3 separate regions of the Mus musculus genome follow, and regions 1 and 3 are each linked to region 2. A link is a contact called in public Hi-C data. All regions are on one chromosome and are shown on one strand. The core of a region is the stretch at or near the end of the contact, and the rest is flanking DNA. Distances in the headings are between cores, read along the strand shown. Region 1 overlaps Mtss1 (MTSS I-BAR domain containing 1). Region 2 overlaps Gm36617 (a long non-coding RNA gene). Region 3 overlaps Tatdn1 (TatD DNase domain containing 1).

What was found. A called contact is a pair of places that touch in the nucleus more often than the background predicts.
Region 1: a contact with region 2 is called in a Hi-C map of bone marrow-derived macrophages, with 23 read pairs. The contact joins two enhancer-like sites. A contact is called at or near these places in 2 of 484 Hi-C or Micro-C datasets (bone marrow-derived macrophages and liver) and 10 of 115 datasets of contacts at active chromatin or transcription factors (bone marrow-derived macrophages, craniofacial prominence, embryonic basal ganglia and 6 more).
Region 3: a Hi-C map of bone marrow-derived macrophages shows a contact between it and region 2, with 24 read pairs. The contact joins two enhancer-like sites. A contact is called at or near these places in 11 of 39 promoter capture datasets (the C10 cell line, the HPC-7 cell line, cranial neural crest and 7 more), 1 of 15 datasets of contacts at CTCF or cohesin (pro-B cells), 3 of 484 Hi-C or Micro-C datasets (bone marrow-derived macrophages and embryonic stem cells), 33 of 115 datasets of contacts at active chromatin or transcription factors (the 230-238 cell line, DN3 thymocytes, the SCID.adh cell line and 22 more) and 4 of 9 other capture datasets (adipose tissue, liver, macrophages and 1 more).

What each region holds. Positions count from the first base shown.
Region 1 is chr15:59,017,417-59,022,148 of GRCm38.p6, reverse strand. The region is part of intron 3 of Mtss1 (MTSS I-BAR domain containing 1); the gene reads left to right. Among named protein-coding and RNA genes, the nearest start is that of Gm41330, 25 kb to the right of the region's middle. Within about 2 kb of position 3,003, at least 56 of the 459 cell types and tissues checked have an H3K27ac peak or open chromatin away from gene starts, as enhancers often do. A contact at or near this core is called in bone marrow-derived macrophages, where this site is marked.
Region 2 is chr15:59,290,075-59,294,247 of GRCm38.p6, reverse strand. Gm36617 (a long non-coding RNA gene) reads right to left here. Exons shown (of 4, transcript XR_875370.3): 4 at 2,297-2,667. Among named protein-coding and RNA genes, the nearest start is that of Sqle, 23 kb to the left of the region's middle. Within about 2 kb of position 2,582, at least 16 of the 459 cell types and tissues checked have an H3K27ac peak or open chromatin away from gene starts, as enhancers often do. A contact at or near this core is called in bone marrow-derived macrophages, where this site is marked.
Region 3 is chr15:58,925,832-58,930,311 of GRCm38.p6, reverse strand. Tatdn1 (TatD DNase domain containing 1) reads left to right here. Exons shown (of 12, transcript NM_001368428.1): 2 at 1,563-1,628; 3 at 3,827-3,876. Gm36559 (a long non-coding RNA gene) reads left to right here. Exons shown (of 2, transcript XR_875364.2): 2 at 1-640. Among named protein-coding and RNA genes, the nearest start is that of Gm36559, 5.2 kb to the left of the region's middle. Within about 2 kb of position 2,496, at least 117 of the 459 cell types and tissues checked have an H3K27ac peak or open chromatin away from gene starts, as enhancers often do. A contact at or near this core is called in bone marrow-derived macrophages, where this site is marked.

The DNA.
Region 1 (4,732 bases), core at 1,754-4,253, 270 kb after region 2:
CCCCAGCCTGTCTCTGTCTTTGCCTTTCTTGAGAAACAGGACACTGTCTTATCCCATCCAATGTTGGTTGAGCTGTGCATGTACCCAGCCATGTATAAGAAGGAGCTGAAGTGACAAGGGGGGGTGCAATATTCCCAAAGCCTTTGGGAATGAGAAGCTGTAGGTGCAGAGGAGCTGAGGAGGGGCAAAGCGTTTGTGGCATTTGCTGGGTGAGTGTAGGGAGCCTAGGGGTGTGGTACGTATTAGATAACCAGGAGCCTGAGGCAAGAGGACTGCTTTAAGGGGTTCAAGGCCAACCAGGGCTATATAGTGAACACTGGGCCAGCCAGGTCTCCAGCAGACAAACAGGAGTACTGGGAGGAGGTGGGGTTACCACCTCGACCTTGATGGTAGCATGGCCTAAGCAGGTGGCTAGTTCTGGGCTGATGGTGTGAAGGTGCCCTGGGGTTCCCCACTCACCGCCTGAGCTCCCCACGTGGCTCTCAGAAGCCTTTGGCATAGAGAGAAGAGAAGAGACTTATCAATCATAGGGGCATGGGATTTCCCTCCACTCCAGAGCATTTGTGGCTTTGACTTTATGCGCAGGTCTTTGCCAAGGCCCCTGTGGAGCATGGGGCTGGAGGCTGTGGACAAGTTCTCAGTGAGGTTAAGCAGGGGGCTTAAGCTTACCTCATGCTAATCTTCAAGGAGAGACTTTCTGGCCTCTCTGAGTGGATCCTCTTCTAAAGAGACATTTGTGCAGGTTTTGGGCACACTGGGAGTGCAGGCTGTCTATTTTTGTGTCAGAGGCAGCATCTCCCTGAGGCAGGGAGGGTGGAGGTGGAGGTGGAGGTGTCCCGGGTTCTGACATCTTCATGTCATTGTGTAGCTGCGGGGCAGCAGCTAGCCTTCTTAAATGAAATAGATTCGGGATGGCTCATGGTTACACGTCTTGGTCACACAGACCATTAGAAGTCGCCTGAGCTGTTGACCTGCATTTTCCTTATTGGCATGCATGGTTCAATTTAGGAAAGCTGATGTGGGAGGGAGCATGGATGCTGGGGAATAAAGAGCAGACCTGTCCCATCGTCTGTCTGTCTGTCTGTCTGTCTGTGTCCTAGTCTCCATACCCGGTATTTAAATACACAACAGCTTTAATATGCTGTGGGGCAGAGGTTCTGAAGTATGAGAGTGCCTGTTCAAATAGAGTAGGTACATCTTAGACATGTATACAGGGTTGACCTCACCCCTTTCCCAAATTCACCATGGCTTGCAAACTTAGGCCCCTGGAACACTAGAACATCCTGAAGAAGCTATACATGGCTGCATCACCCTACCCATCCCTTGACTTTCCCACTCCAGAGAGGACTGTAGACAGGCCCAGGAGGGAGCCTTCTCCTTTCTGCCTATTAATGGGAGAAGAAATGTAATAGACGAAAACGAAGGTGTCTGCCCTTTTCACATAATGAGTAAAAGCCTGACCCACTCATTCAGCTAACATTTCTTGAGCACCTACTGTATGCTGGCACAGGCATAGAGATGAGCACCTACTGTATGCTGACACAGGCATAGAGATGAGCAGGGCTTCCACTTACAGATTGCGAAGTAAGAGTGGGGTTAGAGGCCAGCAGCTGCGTGCAGCAAAGCACACCAAGTTCAGATACATGTTAAGTAGAGAGTGACCAGCTCCCCGCTGCATAGGGTCTGAGGGTCTTGGCATGCAGGGAAGCCCTTTATTAGTCACTGCTGAGTCTACTTCTCTCAAAGGGTTATGGTTAGGGACTATTTGGGCCAGGAATGTCGCCTAGCTGTCTCTCACTGAGGCCTGGGTGTGGGTGGGGATGGGGTCTATGGTTCTGTTAGCAGTGCCTACCCTGGCTTTGTGTGGACCCACTCCTTCACGGTCTAGTCTGTCCAGTTCCTAGGCATGGTTTCCTTCCATGTTAGCCTGAGCCAGTGGGAGCTTCTGTTTCTAAGAGCGAGTGGGAGACGTGGATCGACAAGCTTGCCTTTTGTCTGGATCAGTGATTCTCAACCTGTGGGTCATGGTCCCTTTGGAGTCATGGATGAAACGTCCTGAATATCAGAAATTGACATTACATACAGCTCCTAACAGTAGCAAAATGGCAGTTATGCAGTAGTAATGGAAATAGTTTTATGGTTGGGGCCACCACAGCATACAGCATGGGGAACTGTAGTGAAGGGTCTCAGAATTCAGAAGGTTAAAAACCACTCATATGGATGCTGGGGCTGTTGGGTGAGCTGGCAGGGACTGCTTGCAAGAATCCATCTGTTTACAGGAAGAAAAAGTCCTGGAAGGAAATGAACGTAATTTCTGTGGTGTTTCTGGAGAGCGGGTTTCATGACCGTTGGTTTCTCGGGCTTCTCATTTTTCCAAATGACCCTTGTATTTTAGAAAGAGATAATTTTTCATTGTCATTTTTGAGACCTAAATAGGTTGGTAAGTTTCCCTTATTGAACTTAAAGGATGAGAATTCTCAGAGGTTAACTCCCTCTTGGCCAGGCCCTTCCTGAAGCCCCCTAGCATCTCGCTGCCAGCGGGGGATGGGCTGTACTGCTTACTGGATATTTTCTCTCTGTCTCTGTAGATTGAAAACAACCTCATGTCTGGAGGACCGAGAGTGATCCAAATATGAGGTGTATGTGTACATGTACGCGTTCATCTTGTGTGTCTCTGTCTGTGTATATACTGTGACTTCAGTCAGTGCCTCTTCCCCAATGCTGTTGCTTCAGAGGGGAGACAGCAGCAGGAAGCCCCTAAATGTGAAGGAGAACTCAGCCCTTCACGGGAAGCACCCAGCAGAAAGGAGGGATGGGAAAGTGGGCGGGAGATCTCTGCCGAGTGAGTACAGAGGCATCCCACGTTCAGAATTTAGAGCACCCATCTCGTGGGCTTTTTTTGTACAAGCTTCACAGAGTTATTGTGGCTGTGTGGATTCCTTCAGTAAGCCAGAGACTCACATTTAGCACAGGATGGGAGGCGAGTGGGAGGAAGAGTTTAACTACAACCCAACAACTTCCTTTTCGGTTGGAGTCGTGGGTGAGTGATCTGTGCTATTGTGGGGGAAGGCTTGGCTGATGCACCGCTTTGATTTTGTTTTTACTCGGTCCGAGGGTGTGTGTGTCTGTGTGTCTGTGTGTCTGTGTGTCTGTGTGTGTACATACACGTGTTTATCTACATACATACCGTTTTCAGTACCCAAAGAAATAGACAATATACCCCGTGTCAGTGATTCCCTGTCCCTTCTCTCTGGGGTTAAAATGCTGCCTTTTCTGGGCTCCTGTCTCTGTGGCCCAGCTGATGCCAAGTCAGTCAGATGATTGTGTGTGCTGAAATCTAACTCTAGGCTGCACAGAGTGCCGTCCCCCACAGCTGAGGTCAGGGCCCGAGAAGGCCTTCTGTGCATGTGTGTATTGCCTTGAAGCCCAAAGGCGTTTTGGGGACAGCTGTAGGACACCCTCCAGCTGCCATGATTTGGGGGTGGTGCCTTGCAGTGTGTGCAGACAGAGTCTGACAGAGACCACCCTGATACTACTCAGGCTGTTTGGATTCCATGGATAGGGAATCATGAGGTCACTTTAAGGCAGAGGACAGGAAGAGGAGGGATTTTGCTTACATGCAGGTCTTTATTCCCGAGTAGGTGTTCTGTGTGGCCTCTTTATTTCATGATGTTCAGGACAGCTCTCCTGGCCTGGAGTTGACTTTGTTGCTTGTCATACTGCTAGCCATTCCTTGTGGTGATGTCTTACGTCACCCAGATTGGGCTAGAACAGCCTAGGTAGAGAAAGTGAATCCAGGATGAAGGGGAGGCTGCAGATAGTAGACCTAGCCTAGAGTCTTCCCCCCAAGACTGCTGTGGCATTCAACCGGTGGGGCTGATGGAGTTGACATAGACAATCCGAGTGCCTATGTCAGCCCGATTGTAGCTACGTGTCCTTAATCACTTTTAGAAACGAGCCAAGTGACTCCCTGTGACTTTGGGTAGCGTTTCTGCAATAAGCCTGTTGCAATCCAATTACTTCATTTTATTTAAAGAGCAACCCACCAATGCTGTGGAGCAAGGCACGTACACATGCGCGCACACACCATTCACAAGGTACAAACCACGTAAATCGGGAGAAATGGATGAGGAACTCTTCATTGCTCCTGCAAAGACTCTGAACTGTCCATGGAGCCTGAGCGCTGTGTTATTGGCATAATTTGTACGATTTAGCTAATACTATTATTTTACCTATTATTGATGTTGGAAAGAGTTGCTGTAAATGGGCAGGAAGGCAATATGGGGGATTGCTCATTGGGGTTCCCCTGTGGAGGTTATTACTATCATGCTTATTAACAGAGTTCAAAGTTCCAGGGGCTTGTTTACAGTCCTTTGAAATAATGCGGAGATGCTATGTTGGTTTAAGCAGCAGTAATAAAATAGACCATTTCGCAAATTTCTAGAAGCTGCAAGTCCAAGAAGAAGCTACCAGGAGGTAGCTGGCAAGAGCCTACTTCCTGATTTGCAGATGTAGGCTTTGATGGGTCCTCACGTGGGGGAGAGAGAGATCATCTTTCTCTTGCCTTTCCTTATACAGACTCTAACCTCATGCAGAGCTCAAGGACCATACCATTGGAAGTTAGAATTTCACTTGTGACTTTAAAAGAGACACAGACACATCCAGGCCACAGCCGCCGGAGAGGGACCTCCTCTCATAAAGCTTGTTGTCATTTAATAACTGGAAATGGGTC
Region 2 (4,173 bases), core at 1,333-3,832:
GTCAGTACAGTAGCAACTGTAGGTGTTCCTCCAAGATCCATGACGTCACTACTTTGGGTAGTTGGCTAGGTTTCCAGTACCTGGTGTGATTTCCCTTCTGCTGAGTGAGTCTAAAGTCCAATTAGAGAGCTGTTACATTGTTACTTTGTACATTTTAAAACAGTTTTTTGAGATTATACCAAGGTCATGTAGGCCACTACTGTACTCCTATGGTAATCTTGCCACACTGGTTGTTGTGGTTCATAGGTGTCTTAGTTAAGGTTTTACTGCTGAGAACAAACACCATGACCAATGCAACTCCTTTTTTTTTTTTAAAGATTTATTTATTTATAATATGTAAGTACACTGAAGCTGTCTTCAGACACCCCAGAAGAAGGAATCAGATCTCGTTACAGATGGTTGTGAGCCACCATGTGGTTGCTGGGATTTGAACTCAGGAGCTCTGGAAGAGCAGTCGGTGCTCTTAACCACTGAGCCATCTCACTAGCCCCCAATGCAACTCTTGTAAGGATAACATTTAATTGGGGCTGGCTTACAGGTTCAGAGGTTCAGTCCACTATCATCAAGGCAGAAACATGGCAGCATCCGGACAGGCATGGTGCAGTAGGAGCTGAGAGTTCTACATCTTCACCTGACAGCTGCTAGCAGAATACTGGTTTCCAGGCAGCTAGGATGAGGGTCTTAAAGCCCATGCCCACAGTGACACACCTATTCCAACAGGGTCACACCTTCTAATGGTGAAAGTCCCTGGGCAGAGCATATACAAACCATCACATTCCACTCCCTGGCTTGTTCAAACATGAGTCTTTGGGGCTCATACCTAAACATAGCATAATAAAAATACATTGATTCTAACTTACAAAGCCCCTATAGTCTATAGCAGTCTCAACTGTTAAAAGCCCAAAGTTCAAGGTCCTGTCTGAGATTCATCCAATCACTTAATCCCCAAAGCAAAAGATAGGAAACCAGCTGGGCAACTCCAAACTCTGCATCTCCACGTCTGATGTCAAAGCGGTCTTCAGATCTCCAACTCTTTTTTTCCATTTTTGTTGACTGCAACCAACTTCTTTCTCCCAGGCTGGTTCCACTCCGTTAGCAGCTTTCCTCAGCAGATAGCCCACGACTCTGGCATCTTCAATGTAACTTCAATGTTACAGCTTCTTGTTTCAGTGTTTGGGATCCACACATGATCTTCTGAGCTCCTCCAAAGGGCTTGCTTCACTTCTCCAGCTCTGCCCTCTGTAGCACTCTAAGCTCAGGTTGATCCACTCCACTACTGCTGCTGTTCTTAGTGATCATCCCATTATACTGGCATCTCCACTATGCTAGGGTCTTCTGCTGCAACTGGGCTTCACCAATAGCCTCTCATAGGCTTGCTTCATAATGCCAAACCTCAAATCCTTTGCATGACACCTTCAATCCTACACTGGGGCATCGAGCCTCCATACGACCAAGAGCCTCCTCTCCCATTGATGCCAGATAAGGCAGGTCTGCCATCCAAATATTCAGGAGGTAGAGGCAGGAGGATTATGAGTTTGAAGTCATCAAGGTCACCAAGATACTGTCTTAGAGAGGAAGAAAGGAAGAAAGAAAGAAAGAAAGAAAGAAAGAAAGAAAGAAAGAAAGAAAGAGGAAGGAAGGAAGGAAGGAAATATATATTGAGTCAGAGCTTTCTAAAGGGACTAAAGCACTACAAATAAAAAAATTGTTTTCTAGCATAGGAAAAATAGCCAGAGTATGAATAAGGTTAAAGAGCAAACCACTAGCTGGCTTAGAAACAAAACACAGACAAGGGGTTTAAACTAGTGTCTGGAATACAACTAGGAGAACAATTTAATAAAAAAGCACGAACAGAGAATTATTCTCTATTCTCTATTGTTCTGCAAATAATGCTGAAACTCTGGGACAATTTCTATCCTCAGATAAACAGAGATTTGAAAAGCACAACCACATGCAGTTTTGGCCAGACCTTGGGCGGGGCGGGGGGGGGGGGCCCACAGTGCGGGAAGGAACAAAACACATTTTCTTACCAAAATCCCAACTTTTTTCCCCCTTTGCTATAGCAATTCAGCTTCTACAGAAAACTCTTCAGACATTCATGTGAAAAAGTTCTGTCCCCAGGTGGAAAGTTCTTGAAACAAATCACTAAGTGGGCAAAGTGGACTATGGCAAATTTGATGTATTGCTAGTATTCTGTTATGGGAGAATTGAGACAGATTCCGAATCTATATTCCTTATTTGTTGCATGTGGAATAAATACCAGCATTTACATGTTGGGTATAAGATATGGCAGATATAGATGGTGGCAAGCCATGATCAGTATTTATTCCTTGCTCAAAACCACGTCAACAGTAGTTTCAATCAAAGGTCCCTGAGTTTTAGAGGACCTCACATGGCTACCCCATTTACTGGATCCGAGTATTCACATGACCAGTGAGATTTTCAGGATGATTTAACTGCTTGGCTGTGGGAAGTCCATGGAGCAGAGTCTAATCTTGAGCTTCTCTCCTGTTTGCTTGGAGAGCCGCTTTGCTTAGTGATCTTAGCTGCAAAGGATTCTACACTGTGTCAGCAGGTGGCTCCAGAGGCAGCTGTTTGTAAGATGGCAACAAAATGAAAGCAGTGTTGCAGAGCAAGCTGACTGCTTAATCTCATGGTCTACAAACACTAGAAAAAAACAAAAGCAATATTGTGTAAATGCTATGTAACTCAGACAAACCTGGAAGTAATAGAGGATTATGGCCACAGATACTCTCTAATGTGAGTCACATTATATAACTACAATTATGTAATTATGTGAAGTGTGTATTATATGTATTGGGAGAGAAAAAACGTGTGCAAGAATGAGAGGGGCGAAAGGAGAGAAGGAGGGAGGGAGGGGAGAGAGAGGTTTAGAGGGCAGAGGAGAAGGTTAAATTTTCTAATAAATTTATTAGTCTCAAATGTTCTCAACCTAGCACCCATCCACTACATGCCAATCTCCTGCCAGATGTCAAAAGACCAAGACTGGACAGTCCTGATGATGTGCAGGAAAATTCTAACTCTTGGTACCATACAGGTCTCTACACAAAGTCAGGTCTTTATACACAGACCTGGGAGAGGTGGGCACTGAGAGTGTCCTTTCCCCTTATAATCAACCACTCACAAAATTGACCTCACCTCCTAGGAGTCCATTTGCCTTGGTCAGCCCCAACCTCATGTCACACCCAGGTTAACCTCACTTCACACCCAGGTTATGGTGGAGGATGTGGGAGGAGCAAGACTATTTTTTCGGGATAGCATTTGAAACATAAATGAAGTAAATACCTAATAAAAAAATTGGAAAGAAAAAAAAATAAAGGCATGCACCACTAACCTGGCCCCCTCCTGTGGCGTTTTGTCACAGTAGCACTAGAAAACTAAGAAAGGAACAGAAATAGGAATACCCCTCAGAAGTGCAATATAGTTGCTTTTGCATGTTTCAGAAATGACCAGCACCAATGGTGCCTAGAGTCTGGCCAGGGTTCCTCACTGTGCAATCTGGACGAGTCTTAAGAAAAGGATACCCACCCTATTCCAACAGTCTTTATGAGACATAGTCCAGGCTTATCAACAGCAAGGCTCTGAGGCCCATTCAAGTTTCCATGTGTTTATAAAGTTCGCATTTGGCCTCACTTCACCTGAGATATACCATGCCTAACTTATCACAGAGAGGTGACCACAAAGGGACAGATTTGGGTGATATTTAGTTTCTGCTGTTCAAAAGTCAGATTTGGCTACAAGATACTAATGGCATCCTTGGAAAACATATTGCCTGAAGTCCTCCGGCATGTTGAGGGCTTGGAGCTCAGTCAAAGGGTTCTTCCTAGGGGAGATAGTGCAGGAAGTGGGTCTGGGGTGGACAAGGCTTTGGCTGAAGGTGAAGAACTTTACATTTTTAAACATAACTCTGAGAGGGAGGAACCGTTGGCTCCATTTTCCTTTCATTACTATCTTGCCTAAAAATTACACTCCAGCCACCTACTATCTGACATTGCATCTTAGATTAGTTGTGTGTGTGTGTCTGTCTGTCTGTCTGAGTACATGTGTGCTATGCATATGTGTGAGGATATACTTGCTGTGAATATGAACCTGTGTGAAGATCACAAGTCAGTATCTAGAGCCCAGCGTGTTTTCCTGGGTCACTCATTCTCT
Region 3 (4,480 bases), core at 1,247-3,746, 360 kb after region 2:
GTCTGCCACTCAATTAGACATCACTTTAAACACGGGTGCTTCCTTCTACAAACTACATTTACCTTCATTGTTTGGGATTAAAGGTGTGCATTAAGAGAGTGACTGAATTCTAGCCAGAGGGATTGGTGTGTGATAAGGCTAAGCCACCACAGCACAACTAAAAACAGGTTTTTCCAGTAAACAACACAATCTCAGGTCCACAGTGTGATCAAATATCCTGCAACAGCCTAGAATTCTCTCTTCACTATCTCTTGGGTTATCCAAACTCCTGACTAGGTCTCACGGTCTGTCATACTGTTGGGGCAGCACATCCAGACACACAGCATTTGACAAAGTCAGCCCCCAGGAGTAGTTGGTGAATAAGGAAGTAGTTCATCTACATCTCCACTCTCATCACCGTCTCGGTCTTTCTCCACTGCACATGAGCTTTTCCTAGTTTCCAAATGAGACTCAACTTCTGTTGCTCCCTTCACATCCCAGCTTCCAGTACTCCTGAGTGAAGTATCTTCAATGTAAGTCTTGCCTTTGATTACAAATCATCAGGCATTATATTGAATCCAGTATTTTTAACATAAGTGTGTGTCATAATTGATCTGTCCTTTCTAGCTAAACCCTTTCCTGTGCTTCTCCTTAGCAACTACAAAACCTCCAATTTCCTGATGAATTATTCTATTTCATACCCTGGAGGCTTGCTGACTTAGTTACTTTTCTGTTGCTGGGAACAGGCGCCATGACCAAGGCAACTTACAAAAGAAAACAGTTTCAGGGCTCACAGTTCCAAAGAGTAAACCCATGACCATCATGGTGGGAATCGTGGCAGCAGGCTGCTAGATATGGAGGAGTTGGGGGCATCACCCCATGGCAGACAAGTTCTCCCACACTCCTGCCCTTGGGATTGGCTCATACACACACCCCCAGCACCAGTGCTGGCTCCACTGCGCTGCCTCTTCCAAGTAAAGGGTGGTGGCATGGTCTTTTGAAACCTCAAAACCCACTCCATGACATACCTCTCCTACAAAGCCACACCTCCTAATCCCCCAAAACAATTCCACCACCTGACCCTATAGGGGCCATTCTCATTCAGATCACCACATTGGGTGACTAATCCTGCAACATTCAGTTCTGAATTATTTATTCCTGGGACCCCCTTCTGAGTCAGCTACCAAACTCTGGTAGAACTTTCTGTGTCTCATAATAACAGTAGTTTTATGTTTTCAATATTTTGAGGAATTTATTGACAACTTCATATGTGTATATGATACATTTTAATTTGGTTCCCCAATGAGCTTTCCTATCCCCCTCATTGTCTCCACAATTGCCTATGCATGGGTCTGCCCCATTCCCTTCTGAGTGTTTAAAGACTCACTTCTGCCATGAGTCTTTAGGAGCAGAAATCACATCTTAGTCCTCCCGTGTCCCACAGGTCTATCATGGAGCTGCCAAGAATCAGCCAGCCAATTAATACTGCTAGATTATAGACTATGTGAATGAAAAGCTTGTTTAGAGATATTTTGAGTAAATTTTATTTTAATGATTACCTGTTTCGCTTTTGGTTTCCACAGATATTGGCATCAACCTGACAGATCCTATGTTCAGAGGAATTTATAGGGGGGTGCAGAAGCATCAAGGTGAATGTCTCTTTTACTAAGGCGACGTCTGTGAAGACAACCTCTGCTACAAGATCTTGGAAAGCACAATCCACTCTTAAAGTGAAATCTTAAAGGACTCTGGGCAGCTGAGGGTGAATCTAAAACCCAGCATTCAGAAGGTAGAGGAAGGAGAATAGCAAGTTAGAGGCCAGCCTGGGCTACATAGTGAGAACTTATTTTTAAAAACAAACAAAGCAAAACCCTCATCATCATATGCCAGACAGAACAATCAACTCAGTCAGTCAAGCCCTGTCGGCAAACCATCGTTTTGAACAACAGGCCTGGAACCCAGCGATCACTTCCTATGACCATCAGCTTATCAAGTTCTTAAACTTGATGGCTCAGTGGTTAAGAGGACCTACTGCTCTTACAAAGGTCCTGAGTTTAGTTCCCTGAACCTGCTGACAGTGAGCAGCTCACAGCTGCCTATAACCCCAACTCCAAAGCCTCTGATGCCCTTTTCTGGCTTCTGACAGCATGTGCGTTCATGTTCATATAGCAACGTGTCACACACACACACACGAGATAGAGAGAGAGAGTGAATTAAAAAGTAAAAATAAATCTTTTAGAAAGGAAGAAAATGTTTTCAGCCAAGGACAAAGTGTGGTGTGCTGTTGTCTTCCTGTCTTCCCTACTCTTTCCATCACTATCTACTTAGAGGCCCAGTGTATAGGTGGGACTGGACATTGTACTTCACCAGAAGCAAGTGGTTTGTATTATCATATAAGTTCACTTTCCTCTCCAGTCCTAAGAATCAGCCCAGGAACTGATGTGAGCATAGACAAGTGCTGCCCACTGGGCTGTTGCCTTAGCTGAGAGAGGTGACTAAGCAGGAAATGGTGGTGACGCTGAATTTTAAAGGCAGGATGTCTGCAATAGATGTGTCTGTGCACACTGCCTGGGAACAGTGCCTATGTTCTATGACATGCAAATAGGGAGGGTGAAAGAGTTCCACACCGCAGAGAGCTGAGTCAGCACCTGACCATGCCAGGCTTCTCTAGCTGGCTTTCCTGAACACAGGAGACAAGAAAAACACATGTTTTCACAGGGCTCACTGTAAAACTTACTCTTAGGGATTTTAGGCATTTGAATGCTAGTTTTATGTGTTACTTATACAATAAAGTTAACCGTTGAGTAAGTTGCCTTCTGCTTTCCTTGCCTTTTTAGGGCTTAGATTTCATGCTGTGCTGTGGCATGTATGTATGCATGTGTGTTTATATATATGTTAGGACATAAGTTATGCAGTAGTCAGTTATCACCACTACTGCAGTTTCTAATCTGGCATACTTGCTATGCTCAGTATAAGTTAACTAAGGTGAGTTTTGTCTTTTGAATTCGTTATTTTTATATATTATTTTTATTATATATATGTAAATAGAATTTGAATTTATTTCCATTTACTCTGAAACTGAAGTGTAACATTCATAATGGAGTTTTTATATTTTATTTTGTTGCCCATTATGTTTCTGGCCCTAACAGTGGGTTGGGAGATGGCTCAGTGTAAAGGACTTGCTGTTCAAAGCATGAAGTTCTGAGTGTGGATCCCCAGCACACATTAAAGCTAAGAGCAGCAGCATGAGTCTAACCCCAGTGGATGGCAAGGAAACTGGAGGCTCCCGGGGGCTGGCTGCCAGCCAGTCATCTGACGCAGTGGGCTCCAGGTTCAGTGAGAGCATCAGTTATATAAAGCCACAGTGATAGAAGAACCCCTCCCCCCCCCCCACACACACGGGCACACAGACATACACGGACGGGCACACATGGTCACATACACACACGCACGGACGGATGGACAGATATGGACACACACAGATAGGCACTTACAATTTCATATACAAATACAAGTTTGGATATAAAGCACATCAATTGTAATCATTGAGTTCATCTTTAATTTGGACCTCCTGACTTCTGTCATTTTCTCCTTTTTTGTTCAACAAAGTAAAAGTACAATTAAATTAATTATTAACTATTCAGCTTCTTGCTTTATATTTTTTTAAGGTTTTACAAATCTAGTTTCACTATTTTACAAGTAACTAGCACTGATTAGGCTGTGTTTTAGTACATGATCATTTTTGTGCATTTTTACTTTAAGGAGAGGTAAAAATTATACATGCATAATTATAGATAATATCTCTATATTTACTAGCTTTTCTTAATATGTGACTTTTCTTACACAGATGACTTACAAGATGTAATAGAGAGAGCTATCCAGATTGGTGTTAAAAAGGTAACATCTGAACTTTGTTATTGTTGAATTTCTTTGTTTTTAAAATAAGTGTTAGTTAAAATGCCACACAGTAACAGCGACAGCCACCGGCACACGCTCACTTCTGTCCTGTGTGTAATAGAAATGCATGTTCTGTCACAGATAGGTAGGTTGCACAGTCCTCAGGGATGTCATCAGAAATGTGACAAAGTGTGACAGAAAAAATAAAACTACAACACGTGCTACTCTTAAAGACAGCCTTCCATAAATGTTATAATCTCACTTGGCATGTGTTGGAAATAGTTATCAAACACATGCATGCATTACCAGAGTTAGCTGTGGGTATACCATCAGATAACTAAGAAAACTCCTTAGTTTTAACAGTAATAAAAGGCTTACAAGTTTTTAGAGTTCTAATAAGAAATTGAACATTAACTAGCTTAAGCCAAATTCTTCAAGTAAGTATTTTTTAAAATTGGTTGTAAAAATGGTAGGTAAGCCCACACATCTGAGAAATAAAGTTATATTCTATAGCATATTATCAATTCACTTTGTAGCTATTGCTTCTAAGTTAAACACACTCAGTTCTAAAATGTGATGCTAGTTAAATAAACACTGCGGTCTC